Linked DNA regions of Sus scrofa: all the other regions are linked to region 2. Evidence: chromatin contacts called from public Hi-C and HiChIP or PLAC-seq data. All regions are on one chromosome and are shown on one strand. Each heading gives the region's core, a stretch centred on a gene start, on an enhancer-like site or on the middle of the called end of the contact. The rest is flanking DNA. Distances are from core to core; before and after follow the strand shown. Region 1 has its middle 130 kb from the start of LIF. Region 2 holds the start of OSM (oncostatin-M). Region 3 holds the start of MTFP1 (mitochondrial fission process protein 1).

Region 1 (4,223 bases), core at 433-2,932, 150 kb after region 2:
TTCCAAGCTAGATCTTTCCGCCTTAGGAATTAGAACCCTTAGCCAATAAACTTTGCCTTTAGACCCTATTAACATCACCTACAAGAAGAGGGGAAGAAGCAAAGGAAGCCTCTTCTCCTACCAGCTTCATCCATGGATTTCAAAAATTTGAACAATTACTGCAGTCCCTTTTTATAATAGTAGTATTTTGTAGGATTGTTGGAGAAATTACAAAGGAAGTATAATGCCTATCTCTGGCCTCGAAGGGCTTATGTTTACCCAATCCCATGTATTTCTCATGTTCATTAAACAGATTCTACCTGTCAAAATCCATAGTGGCTCCTTCTTTTGTGTATTTGAATTTGAACTGGTATATCTCAGTCACTTTCTAAAAATATCAAAGAAAATAGAGAAGGAAATTACTTTTAAAAATCCAGAATCTTATCTGATAATAGGTAAGAGATACTTTCATTATCTGATAATAGGTAACACTTTCATTGTAAGCCTCTTTACTTCCTATACCTGTTTCTTTTAGAGCATTACATTATTCAGGAGTAATACTTCCAGATACAAAAACAATTATTCGCCTCCATTCTAAAAATGAGTTAGATGGCATATTCTATTGTTACCATTTTAAAGCTGGAGAACTAAAGCACAGAGTCAAGTATTTGACCCAGCTTAGGTACATAACAGTGGAACTAATTAAGAAACCATTCATTGATGAAACAGGTATTTATTGGCTGTCTACTTTGTGTCAGGTGCTGGAGTCACAGTGACTAACATAACAGAAAAGGTCCCTGGACTTTTCACTGGACAGGAAAGTTCTTCTGGACTACAGAGACTGGTGGAAGAAATGGTCAATAAATAAGTAAACAAAATAATTTCAGGTAGTAATAAGTGTTGTGAACAATATGAAGCAGATACTGTGAGAAAGGAGAGGTGCTGATTTAATTTGGAAGGGTCAAGGAAGGCCTTGCTAAAGAGGTGATGTTTGAGCTGAGCCTCAGTGACGAGAGGAGTCAGTATGTGCAGACCTTGGGAAAGGCAGGGCACACCAGGAAGAAGGAATAGCAATGCAAAGGCTCTGGAATAGGAAAGGAGGCCTATTCCAGGATCATAGAGGAGACCAAGTGGCTGACAATGAATGAGCACAGGGAGAGGGTAGGGGATGAGTGAGGTTGTAGAGGAAGTTGTGGGGCCTTGTTAACCATGGTAAGGAGTTTGGATTATATTCTAAGGAAATCAGAAGTCCACTGAAGGATTTTAAGCATGAGAGTGATTTGCATTTTTAAAGATCACCTTGGCTATTTTAAGACTACAGAGAAGTGGAAACCAAGAGAGCCTTTAAGAGACTCCACAGTAATTCAGGGAAGACTAGAATGGCAACAGGAAAATGAGAAAAAATTAAAAAGGAACCAGGATCTCTCTGGTATGGGTTTTTTGTGTTTTTTGTTTGTTTGTTTGTTTGTTTTATCCTGCACTAAAATGTAGATACCACTGCTATCTGCTAGCTATAAATAGGGACAAATATAAATAAATATAAATAAGCTAGATATAAAGGGACAAATTTCCTCAAGAGAAATATAGTCCATTTAAAATACTGCATGCCTGGTAGTTGAAGCTAACATTTGACCCAGATACATGTACAGTTGACCCTTGAACAACACAGGTTTGAACTATGCGGGCCCACTTACACATAGATTTTTTTCAACAGTAAATAACATAGTTGTACATGATTTGCAGCTGTTGAACCAAGGGTGCTGACACAGAGACACAGAGGAACTGTGTATATGGAGGATCCACTATAAATTATATACAGGTTTTCTGCTGCATGGGGGTCACCACCCTAACCCTTGTGTTTTTCAAGGATCAACAATGGTCTGTTCATAAGAGCTGGAAAAGTTACTAAAGACTGGCAAAGTTTAAGTCAAAAAATAAAAAATACCCTTCATTTATCTGTCAGCATTTGCTTCTTGACAATGTGGGCATGAGAATGTTAGATTGGTTAGAAAGAATCAAAATGTTCTTGTTACTTTTGTTTATTCTAAGATTTGGGATCCCATTAATCACAGATGAGCAGGTACTGAGGAAACTGGCTCATGCTGCTTAAACTCGGAGAAGACTGACTGGTGTTAATTTTAAGAGAAGAATATTTTTTTCTAGCAAGAGAGTCTATTTGAGAAACCAAACCAAGTTCAGAAGTCTGCTTTGTGAGTTCAGTAGGAGAGGTATGTGAAACTAGAGGTACCTACAGGAACAGGTTCACTCCAGACAGGCTATATATACAACATCCTCTCTTCATTGATGCCAAGTGTAGTTGCCCCGTCAAGTAAACAATGCCTGTTCTTCCTGCCTGCCCATGTTTCTCGACTGACTCTAGCTTTTGATGCTCTGAGCTGTCTTTTATTTTTTTAATTGTATTATTAATGATTATAATTTTATTAACCCATTATTATTTGCTCCTTGACGCAGCTAATAAGTTATGTTTGTAATTGTTTTACAGAAGATGCTAATCCTTAATAACTGACTCTGATTGATCCAGGAAGGTATATTTATAGCAGGCACTTGTCCCTTCTTAACGCTTCATAAAACATTCTCCTGCTTTTCAGATTAATGTGTTGCCTAATAAAGATGAGCCTTTAACTTGCTCACCAATGGTTTCTATTATCCACATTGACCAAAGTGACAGCAACAGCTTTTCCTTCTCTCTCCACATTCCAATACACTGGCAAGGCTTTTCAGGTCTACCTCCAACACATATCCCAAGTCCATCTGATTCTTTTCACCTTCATTCTCTTTACCCTATCCAAGCCAACGCCATCTCTTTCCTTCTGATCTGCTTTCTTCCAAACTATTCCTCCTATAATTTGTTTCCTGTTCTATGGCCAAAAAAAGTTTTGAAAATGCAAATCAGACCATATCATTCCTTTGCTAATGGTTTCTCACTGCCTTAGAATAAAATCCAAAATTTACCTTGGTCCACAGGCCTTACCAATCTGCGTGCTGCCTACCTCTCTGACCTTATCTCCTGCCTCTTTCCCTCCCACTCACTAAGCTCCAGGCTCAGGGAACCCTTTCTGTCCATGAACACACAAGATGCCTTCCTGCCTCAGGGACTTTACAGAACTGTACTCTGGAATATGTTGTCTCTCATGGATGATAATGATGATGATATTCTGGCCCTTCCCTAAGTGTTCTACATCTATTCACTCTGACAGAGCTACACCCTGAGTAGGTATTACATTATTATAGATGAAGCTAGTAAGCAGTAGAGCTGGGATTTGACTCTAGCACCTGCAATGTTAAATACTGTGTTGTTCTGCCAGTCACATGCTATTGCCTCTCACAGACCTGCATAGGGCGACTAGCCATTGGATCTCAGCTCAAACAGTGGCCCCTCAGGGGAACCTTCCAGGGACTGCCCTCCAATCTTTCTTCCTCCATTTCCCCTCAGCATTCTCCAGCATACCACCTTTTATTTTCTTCATAGATTTATGATCTATCTGAAACTTTTTCACTAATTTTTGTTTACTTGTTTATCCTCTCTCATAAGAATATAAGCCTCCAGACAGCAGGGACTTCATCTCTCCCATTACCTCCCGTATTTCAGGCACATAAAGGGAGCCCAGTTAACATTTGCCAAATGAATAAATACTAAGCCAGGACAGAGTTCACATTCAATTAGGATTTCATCCTACAGGATTTTTTTTAAAGTCTCTAAAAGTGTACTGTGGCTAGAGGCAGGGATCATCTATAGTTCAGTTTCTGAAGCAGTCTATTACAAGGAAAAAAAGAGTGAAACAGTAAGATCTGTGTCCTCAAAATATTTAAATATAGTAATACTTTATGGGTCTATCATGTTTTAAGCTATGTAAACACTTCCTTAATGTATTTACATTTTGGCTTACACATCTTATTAATACCCTCTACGCATTCTGTAGTGTGTGTCTGTAGAAAAGCCACACTATCCTTCACTACCTTAGTTACTTTTGAGGGAGAAGCCAGAACAAAACTTCATATGCCGAAGCACTGCAACTTTGTGCAATGCCCAAAACTCCGTTGGCCTCTGGATTGGGTAAGCACACTTTAAGACAGAGGTTATCAACTGGTGTACCATGACAGACTCTTCACAAGATTGCTGCAGAAGTTCCCGTCATGGCACAGCAGAAACGAATACGACTAGGAACCATGAGGTTGCGGGTTCAATCCCTGGCCTTGCTCATTGGGTTAAAGATCCAGCATTG
Region 2 (4,696 bases), core at 1,864-4,363:
CTTACCCGGCAGGTCTCTCCACCCAGTCCAGTGGCCTCTTGCCTCCAGGGGCCCCTCAGGCCACACAAAATCCTGTCCCTGTGTTTAAAGGGGGAAGGCTCGCCAGCCGGACCGTGGGCCGGAAAGGTGTGGAAGCAGCAGTTCTGAGGAACCAAGCTGGTCCTCTCTTCCCCTCCGAATCACGCGGACCCAGCTGACGTGGCCTGGGACAAGGGGACAGCCCGGGCCCTGTGGTCGGGGAGCCTATTTATACCGGCTGGGCCATGTTGCAAGCTCTTCCTGCTGGCGACAGGGACGTCACTGGGCGCTGACCTCACCAGAAACACTGACGCATCTTCCCCTCACACTTTGCTCTGATGGACAGCTGGGTCTCCTCACCTTGGGGCCACTCCCTGTCCTCCTGCACATCACAGCCCCCTTCCACCTGGCTTCAGACTCTCTCCGGGGGTCCCCACTCCCTGCAGCCCTCTGGCCATGCCCTCTTGCAAGCTGTTAGGCATGGACTTATGTCCTCAAAGTCATAGGTTGAGCTCATGGCCCCCAGCACCACAGAACGTGACTGTATTTGGAGAGAGAGCCTCGAAAGAGGGCATCGAGGTAAAAGGAGGCCATTGGGTGGGCCCCCCTCCAACATGACTGCTGTCCTTATAAGAAGAGGAGATGAGGACACAGACACACAGAGGGATGACCACATGGGAGGCGACCATAGGGGGGCTGTCTACAAGCCAAAGGAGAGAGGCCTCGGGATGCAACCAACACTACAGATAACTTGATCTCAGACTTCTGGCCCCAGGACTGAGAAAATGCCTTTCTGTCATTTAAGCCCCCCTGGTCTGTGATATTTGGTTATGGCAGCATGAGCGACCTAATATTCACGTTTAAGGCCTCGTGCTCAGAGCCAGGTCTTTCTGATTTGATAGCCCTGGTTTGCATGCCCTGCTCCTCTTAAATGTTTCTACAAAGGACAGCTGCAGGCAGGGCAAACTCAACGTCTCTGGGCCTTGGAGGCTCCTTTATTTTTGTGTCTATCTATTTATTCTTTCTTTCTTTCTTTCTTTACTTATGGCTGCACCCTCAGCATGTGGAATTTCCTGGGGCAGAAATGGAACCCGTGCCATAGCAGTGACAATGCCAGATCCTTAACCTGCTAATCCTTAACCAGGGAAGTCCTCAGGGGCCTCTTTAAGCTGAGGAGGACATGCAACCTCTCTGGACCATGGGGTGAAAGCACAGGGCTGTCCCCTGAGTATGGCGGTCGGTCAGCAAGGAGCCCCTGAGAGGGGCACAAAGCTCTCCAGCCAGACCTTGCCCTTGGGGCTGGAGCCTGTCCCTGAGCTCCTCCCAGTTTCCTTGTTAAAGGGAGCCATGCCCTCCCCGCCCAGCTACTCTCCCTCCCAGGGTTGTGGCAAAATGAGATCAGGGGTGTAAAATGAAGAAGGATCCCAGGGAGCCGCCTGTGTGGGTGGGACCTGAGATGAGGAATCTAGTAGAAGCGAAGTTCTCAGGAGGAGAATCCAGAACTGGCCCTTGAGGGGGGCGGGAGTGGCGGCGGCGGCGGCAGCTGCGGTGTGATGAATACCATGCTGCATGCAGGGAGTTGGGGTGTGTGTGCAGGAAGCCTCCTGGGCATGGGGGTTCCTCTGGTTTTGTCCCCTGCTAGATCCTCAGCAGATGGGAGTGGCCAGCCAAGAGCAGGGGCCCAATACAAGTTTGTTGATGGCATAAATGACTGCGTGGGTGTGTCTGCAGGGGGAGAGCTGGTGGGAACAGCCTTCATGGTGATGACTGGTGCTGGGGTGGGGATGGTGGGAGGGTGCCTGTCTCTTCTTCCAGCCACTTTGGCTTTCCTAGTGCAGGCCTCACCGGTCGCCCCCAGGGACCCCAGCCTGGCTCCTCAGCCTTTGATACCCTGTTCCCCACAGAACTCCTTGGGCACAGGCTAAGACCCTCGTCTAGGTCCGGTGGACGTGCTGAAGCTGCAGGCACGGTGTGCCAGCCCTCTGCCCCGTCATCTGCCCTCTCTGGCCTCAGTGTATCCTCCAGTGAAGCAGCAGGCTGCCTCTGGAGGCGCTGTCTCCAGGGCCCCTTCATTCTGACGCCTGCAAGAAGCAGAGGACCAACCCAAGATCACTATCTTTCAGAGAAAGTGAAACCTGGTCCCCAACCGTCACCGCGGCGACTCCCCTTCTCTGGCTTCCCCTCTGAGCTCACAGCTTCCCCATCTCCTCCGCCCCCCACCCCGCCTCCCGACAGCTCGTACTTGGAATCAGACTTTCATCTTTCCTTTTGCCTTCAAAGGGCTCTTGCCTTTTATGTCCATGATGGCAGCAGCCCTGTGAGGTGGCCAGGAAATGCTTTTCAAATCCTCATTTTACAGGTGGCGGGGATGGTGGGGGTCTCGAAGGCCCAGAGAAGTTAAGCGACTTGCCTTGGATCTCACAGCATGTCAGTGGGCTTGAACCTGATCTCCTGTTTCTCTTGCTCCAAGTGCCTGGTTCTCCCCAGAGGGTCCTGTCTGTGGAGAAGGGGCCTGTTGTGGGCGATGGTCTGGGGATGGCTGGTTGTGTGCAGGGTGCCTGTTGGGGGAGAGGAGGTGGCTGGGAGTCCTGCTGGGGGATGCAGGTCCTGGGGCCATAACCACAATCTCGGGGCTGCCAGCCTGGGTCTGGCTCTTTGCCCAGAGCCCGGTGGTTTCCGCTCACAGATGTCCCAACAGCCCTGGCGGGAGGGCGGGAAGGGCACTCAAGAAGGAAGATGTCTCGCTCCCCTCAGCCCCAAACCACAGTGGCCTGTGAGGCTGAAGGCTCCCGAGCCGGGACTTTGCATCAGGCCCTCCAGGGGCCTGCTGGTGGACTCTCCCCTCCATCCCGGGCACAGCCTCCTACAGTGGGCATGGACCCCCTTGCTCCCTGCTCACCCCATAAAAGGCTGAGGCTGCGGTTTGCATCATCCTTGGGCGTGGGGCTGACCTCGAAGAACGAATTCGAAGAAAACAGGAGGAGGAGCAGGCATGCCACCGCGCCCAGCGCCCATTGGCCGCCTGTGGAAACTTTGGTTTTTGGGGTCATGTTCCCAGAAGGCCTGCCCTCCCCCCTCCCCCTCCCCACCCACCTCACGAGGTGTTGGCCAATCACCCCGGCGGGCATAAAGTGGCTGCCAGCCCGCAGGGCTCCCAGCCGGGAGGTGTCACCCCCAGCAGGCACAGGCCGGAGCTCGGTCACCCAGCATGCGGGCACAGTGTATTCGGAGGACACTGCTCAGTGAGTACTTCCTTCCTTCCCGCCGGGACCTGCTTGCTGTGCTCATGGGCGCCAGTGGGGAGCAGGGCCAGCTGCTGTCCTCTGGGAACTGGGGAGGCTGGACACGGGGCAGAAAGATGCTAAGAAAGGGAAAGAGCCAGAGGATCAGGCAAAGAGAGGGGTCCACTGAGAACACAGCATCTTCACAGGGTGGAGAAGGGTATCCCTGGAGGACTTCCAGGGGTAGGTGATATAGAGTCGACTCTGGGAGCAAGGGTTATGAGGGAAGGGGATCACAGCGGGAGAAGCTAGGGAAGCAGGAGGGAGGTGGGAGAAGTGCTGGGGCAGTGGAGGAAGCTGCAGAAGCTGAGCAGGACTGTGGTGTATTGTCTGGAAGGGCTGCGGGGCTTCCTTCTGGCCCCAATTCACAGGCTCTGGGATGGATGGTCACTATCGGCCAGGCCCCGGGGGCCCTGGAGCCCACACAATCACACAGCACATATAGCCACACCCACAGGGTGACAGACACACAGAGCCACGTGATGTCTTCCGGAGCCCTCAATCTCACCAATCTGGGAACCCCCGCATGCAGCCCCGGGGCCCCTGTGGTGGATGGGACAAAACGGCCCAGCTGTTCCCTCGAGCCTCACACAGACCCAGACACACACCCATGCAGACACCCTGCTCCCACGCGCACTCTGCTCACATCAGCCGCCCTGCCCGAGCCCAGCAGCAGATACCTGGGGGGGAGGGTGGCGAGGGGTGTCTTGTGGTCGCCGTGCCTGGGGACCTAGCCCCTCAGTCTCCTAGCAGCATCTTCCCCAAGGGGCCACAGTTCTTAGGAAGGGAAGTGGTGTCACTGCCTTCCGGGCCATTGCGCCACAGGCCCTTCCGACCACGTGGCTGCCAGGGCTCAGTGGGTGGGTCGGGGGAGGTGGGGGGAGCCGTAATTACCCGCCCCCCAGAATATTCTGGCTCACAGCATCCCTGGTGGGCCTGACAGAAGTGGCCACTTAGGGGGAGAGGAGAGAGGTGTGAGAGGTCAGCGGATGCGCTGGCCTTGGGTGACCTGAGCAAGCCCTTCTCCTTCAGTGCCTTTGTTTTTAGTAAAATGGGGGCCTGGACTAGAAGGCCTCACTCATCCTTTCCAGATGGAAGCTTCAGATGGAAAGGCAGCTTTTCCTGGTTCTGCGGGCATAGATCAGAGTGCCAGGCTGCTCCTGAGCCGCAAAGCCTGCCAGAGTCTAACTGCATGACTGGCTGGGATCTGTTACAGGTGGGCCCAGGGGCCTGTGGCCATGGCTGTCCCTTAACCCAGAGGTTTTACGAAGAGCAGCCCACCAGGGCCCCCGGTGTCAGCTTGAGGTTGGCAGGCTTGACTCCAGCTGGGCTCACCAGTTCTTCTCAAAGGCCTACTTGGCGAATTGTAGCCACTGTTTCGGGGGCTGAACAGTGAC
Region 3 (4,446 bases), core at 1,235-3,734, 150 kb before region 2:
GCCTGGCTCAGTGGGTTAAGTATCTGGTGTTGCTGTTGCTGTGGCTGTGGCTGTGGCTACAGACCAGCAGCTGTAGCTCCAATTCAACCCCTAGCCTGGGAACTTCCATATGCCACAAGTGTGGCCCTAAAAAGCAAAAAAAAAAAACCCAAAAAAACAAAAAACAAAAAACAGCTTCCCGTGGGGGTTGCTAAGCTGGTGGGAGGGAAGCTGGAAGCTACTGGGAGCCATCTCTGCTCCCACAGAGGGAAAGTGACTGAAGCCAACACAGAGTAGGGTAGGAAGAAGGGCAGCAGAGAGATCCAGACCCCTAATAACATCAGTTGGGTATTTGGATCCAGCCATATCTGAAAGAAATACAACTTTGAATTTTTAGTTTCATGAGACAATCAATCCTATTTTATTTAACCCAGTTTCAGTTGGGCTTCTGTCACCAAAACTTCAAACCCATCCCCTCCAGGACTCAACTGTTTCTGGCTACCTATGGTTGTTTTCTAACACTGGATTTTCTTTCTGGGAATTTACTTGTCCTCAGTCCCATACTCTCAAGGCACCTCCCACCTTACTGCCCAAGTGCCTGCCAGATCATAAGAAGGACATAGATTGTCCTTTCTACCTCAGGAGCCCCAAGTGCTGGCCCTGCCTCTGCTGTTTTTATTCTGTGAAAAGTGGGTACACCCCACACTTCTCAAAGATTATCTCACCTGTAGAGTTTTCTGAAGCAGGGAGGGGCACCCACCTGTCGATGGGGTGGATGATGATGGGGATGGCCAGTAGCCCCAGTGCAGTAGTGGTCCACTTGCGGACAGCCAGAGGCCAGCGGGTGGCAGTGCCCAGGATGTAGAGAGAGGCAGCACACACACGGTTGATAGTGAAGCCTGGGATGCCACAGAGGCCAGAGCCTGCCACACAAAGGTGTCTACCACGGCCACGGTCACCCTGGTGCTGCGGCCTGCCTCAGGGCTTGGCACCTGGTAGGTACAAGAGACACATAACCCAGCAGAGGCAGAAGCAGGAAACTCTGTAGACAGGAGCATGGGAGGGACCAGGGAGAGGGAAGTGAAGGTGGGTGGGGACAGAGCCGCACTAGTGTTGGGTTCTGGGCTGAAGGTTGACTCATGCACAAACAGGACTTCAGTATAGATCATGTCACCTGCACGGTTGGGGGTGGGGTGCCTATCCTGCAAGCAGGACTGTGGTGTGGAATGCACCAGGCCAGGCTGTGGGGACTCGACTGTGCCACAAGGGACTTAACCATATGCAAGGCTGTAGACTGACCACAAGGGGAGTGGACTGGGGTGGGGGTTGAGGGGCAGGTTAACACTTACATCTCTTGCCTTCTTGCCTTTGTCAATGGCATCAGCCAGCACATAGGAGCTGGACACACCATAGCTCAGCCACACAACAGCTGTTGGCACCAAGGAGCGGAAGGCCTCCCCTACCTCATTGGCATAGCCTGGTGGTGGAGGAATATTTAATTCCTGAGCGGTTGGGTTGTTCCACAAGAGGGCACTAGAGGGAGATGGTTCTTATCTCAGCCTGCTAAGCAGTAGCTGGATGACCTTAGACAAAGTGACTTTACTCCTGTGAGTGTTTCCCCACCTGTAAAATGACACCCATGATGCTCACCTGGACTCTTTCCTTATGGGAGAGCTGAGTACTGTCTCCATTCTCACAGCCTACTTGCCTTAATAGTCTGGGTTCTAGAAGCATGTGAGCTGGCTGGGGGGACAGGCAGTGAGAGAGACTAAAGGCAGCCCCTCTGACGGGGAACTCGCTAAGTGCCAGGCCTTTCTGTACCTTATCTCATTGTACCCTCACAACTACCACCCAATGAGAGAGACCTTGTGCTCATCCCTTTTTGCTGAGGAAGAAACAAGCTTAGTCAGAGCGACTGATCCAAGATGAGAGTTCAAGTGCCCTGACTACAGCCAGTGTCCAGTCATTCCACAGGGGGCAGCCCACTCATCCCCATCCACCTACTTGGGCTGCAGCTTCCACCTGGGAGACAGACCAGCAGAGACCGTGAGGGCCGGGCTGGACAGGCCAAGCTGTGTGATCTTGAGCCAGTCCAGAACCCTCTCTGAGCCCAGTCTCTGCCCCGGCTGAATGAGAACTACAGCCCTCCCACGTTCGCCATGTCCCTGACCGGCGTCTGGGAACCCCTGCTTCCCAGCCACGTGGTGTGGGGGTCGCCGTGCCCCTTGCCCCGTGCTCACCCAAGTACCGCACCCACGTGTCCCGGAAAAGGTCGCGCTCGGCCCCCCGCGGGGGCGGCTCAGACATGACGCTTCCGCCTCGGCTTCCACTAGCGCTCCTGTCTGCGGCTGCGGGACCGGCTTAAGGTCCCAGACTGAAGGACAGGTCGTGCGGTCCCCACCAGCAGGGAGCGTCTGCAAATTCCCTCGCGCACTGGCGCCCCCCTCCCAAGCTTGGGTTTTACAGATTAATTTTCATCACGTTTTCTCTGGGGTTGAACGGTTGCGCGATCCTCTCTCAGCACTGACTGTAGTGTTGGAGCCAAAGAGACGCAGGTTCAAATACCGGATGCTACGCTTCATAGCTGTGTGACCTCGAGCAAGAGTCTGTACTTCTCTGCACGTCACTTTATTTGTTAGATAGGAAACAGGATGGGTTTACTCCTGGGGCAGTTTCGAGGATGAATTACACTCATCATTTATCGAGTTTAGTGCCAGCCAGACTGTTGGCTAAAGACTCCAGATGGCTTACTTCTTTAAACCCTCCCCTCAGCCAGGCATAAACCCCACCCTCCTTTTACAGATGAGGAATAGAGATAGAAATAATTGGTCACTTTCCCGGGTCCTACGACTGCTGAGTAGTGAAGCCGACATTTGATTCCAGGCTGTGAGGCTCTAGTTCCCATGCTCTTAAGGTAAGCTCAGTAAATGAGACTGAGGGAGTGTATGTTGAGAACCCGAGTGAAACTCTGAATCCTTTGGGGTATCAGCAAACAAAGACACAGCTTTTAAAGACAGGCAGTCCTGGGTTCAAATTCCAGTTGTGCCGCCTATTAACTGTCAGCCACGTCTGTAAAAAAATGAGTAGCTAATACATACTGAGCGTACACTAAGCGCTCTGGCTGTAGTTTCCTTGAGTCTTTGCAATAACCCAAAACAGTAAGCACAGGGCTGATGCAGTGTATCCAGGAGGCGCTCATCATCAAATAAATATCCTAGACTCCCTATTGTGGGCCCTGTTTTCAGGCGTCTCTATTTTGGTGGGATCTTATAAGGCAGCCAGTTCATTGGTGATCTGGCAGGAAGCTTGTTTCGGAGCCCAAGCTGATCCCTAGCCCCGGAAATACTGGCAGTGCACGCGCGGAATTGGGAGACGGTCCCTAACACCACGTGACCGTTGCTTCTCAGCCAACCTCCCACTCCGGGCCTGCCGCAAGCGCTGCAAGGACTCGCCAAACCCGCACTTGTTAGCTTGCCCTGAGAAGCCCGAGTGGGGCGGAGCCTCCGCTCTGACGGTAAAGGAAGTCAGGAGTACACTTAGTGCCCTCAGCAAAAATGGCGGAAGATGCGGCCTGGGCCAATCAGGAGGCAAGCTGGCCATCCCGGCGCCGTGAGAAAGCGCTTAAGCAGCGGGCTGTTTTTGCACATGCGCCCCGCTTAGTAGCGGGTAAACGCTGGGCTCCTAAAGTGGAGGTTTGACTGAGGGACCGCGAAGAGCGAGGCGGAGGTCACTGACTGCTACTCCCCGTGCACTGAACATTGCTTTATTCATTGGGTTAATTTTCCTAACAGAGCGTTGTAAACCAAGGTCAGGATGTCCTGAAGAGTCTGACTGGGGCTCCCGCGCGGCCTCGGGCCATCCTGTCAGCGCCAGCCTTGCCCCTTCCTCCTCCATCTGCTTCGCCAGACCTCTCCCCAGGCTGGGCCAGGGTCTGGGTTTCTGAAGGGAGGGAATGCCCACGAGGGCCCAGGCGGGACCGCCTTCTCGGGTTCTGTGCAATCCAAGGCCTGGTGTTCGTTTGCAGAATGTGGGATTGAGTGGAGAGCTGTGATTGCCGCAAGGTCTGTTCCCCCCACCCCCACCCTGTCATTGTGGAAGGAGGAGCTGGGGGCCTGCGAGGCTCTCTGGCTGCCCCCAGCCCCTGGCTCTGCCCGGTGCTGGCCCGGCCTTTGGCCTCGTGCTGGGGCAGCAGCACCTACAGGCACAGGAACCCACTGCACCCACCGCAGGCCTCCCAGAGACGGGACCAGCAAGGCCTTGCTCTGGTCGGACACCCTGGGAGACTCAGAATGGGAAATGCCCTCACTGAGATCTACTGTATTGATCCCACTTGTCGCTTTTGTATGGGTGCTCACAGGAAGAGGTAATTTTAGAGAGGCTGGCAGCACTGAAAACGAGTGGAAGCTTCAGGACCACCTCAGCCTCCCTGGCCCTTCACGGAGCTGGGAATCCGTGGAGGCAACTTCC

The links. A called contact is a pair of places that touch in the nucleus more often than the background predicts. HiChIP or PLAC-seq counts read pairs in DNA pulled down with a chosen protein or histone mark.
Region 1: a contact with region 2 is called in a Hi-C map of fetal liver, with 1.7 times the contacts expected there. The contact joins the enhancer-like site here to the promoter of OSM in region 2. A contact is called at or near these places in 1 of 5 promoter capture datasets (fetal skeletal muscle), 22 of 47 Hi-C or Micro-C datasets (alveolar macrophages, blood, embryonic fibroblasts and 13 more) and 2 of 2 datasets of contacts at active chromatin or transcription factors (alveolar macrophages and skeletal muscle).
Region 3: a contact with region 2 is called in an H3K27ac HiChIP or PLAC-seq map of alveolar macrophages. The contact joins the promoter of MTFP1 here to the promoter of OSM in region 2. A contact is called at or near these places in 1 of 5 promoter capture datasets (fetal liver) and 2 of 2 datasets of contacts at active chromatin or transcription factors (alveolar macrophages and skeletal muscle).

What each region holds. Positions count from the first base shown.
Region 1 is chr14:47,095,165-47,099,387 of Sscrofa11.1, reverse strand. No RefSeq gene overlaps it. Among named protein-coding and RNA genes, the nearest start is that of LIF, 130 kb to the left of the region's middle. Within about 2 kb of position 1,682, at least 1 of the 83 cell types and tissues checked has an H3K27ac peak or open chromatin away from gene starts, as enhancers often do. A contact at or near this core is called in fetal liver, where this site is marked.
Region 2 is chr14:47,245,253-47,249,948 of Sscrofa11.1, reverse strand. OSM (oncostatin-M) reads left to right here and starts at 3,113. Exons shown (of 3, transcript XM_001929161.4): 1 at 3,113-3,260. The coding sequence starts at 3,227. It overlaps LOC110256683 (a long non-coding RNA gene), which reads right to left and starts at 4,374. Exons shown (of 4, transcript XR_002338554.1): 1 at 3,980-4,374; 2 at 3,112-3,357; 3 at 2,918-3,040; 4 at 1-2,576.
Region 3 is chr14:47,390,616-47,395,061 of Sscrofa11.1, reverse strand. It overlaps MTFP1 (mitochondrial fission process protein 1), which reads right to left and starts at 2,484. Exons shown (of 5, transcript XM_001929262.7): 1 at 2,220-2,484; 2 at 1,329-1,456; 3 at 890-971; 4 at 740-887. The coding sequence starts at 2,286. It also overlaps a transcript of SEC14L2 not described here.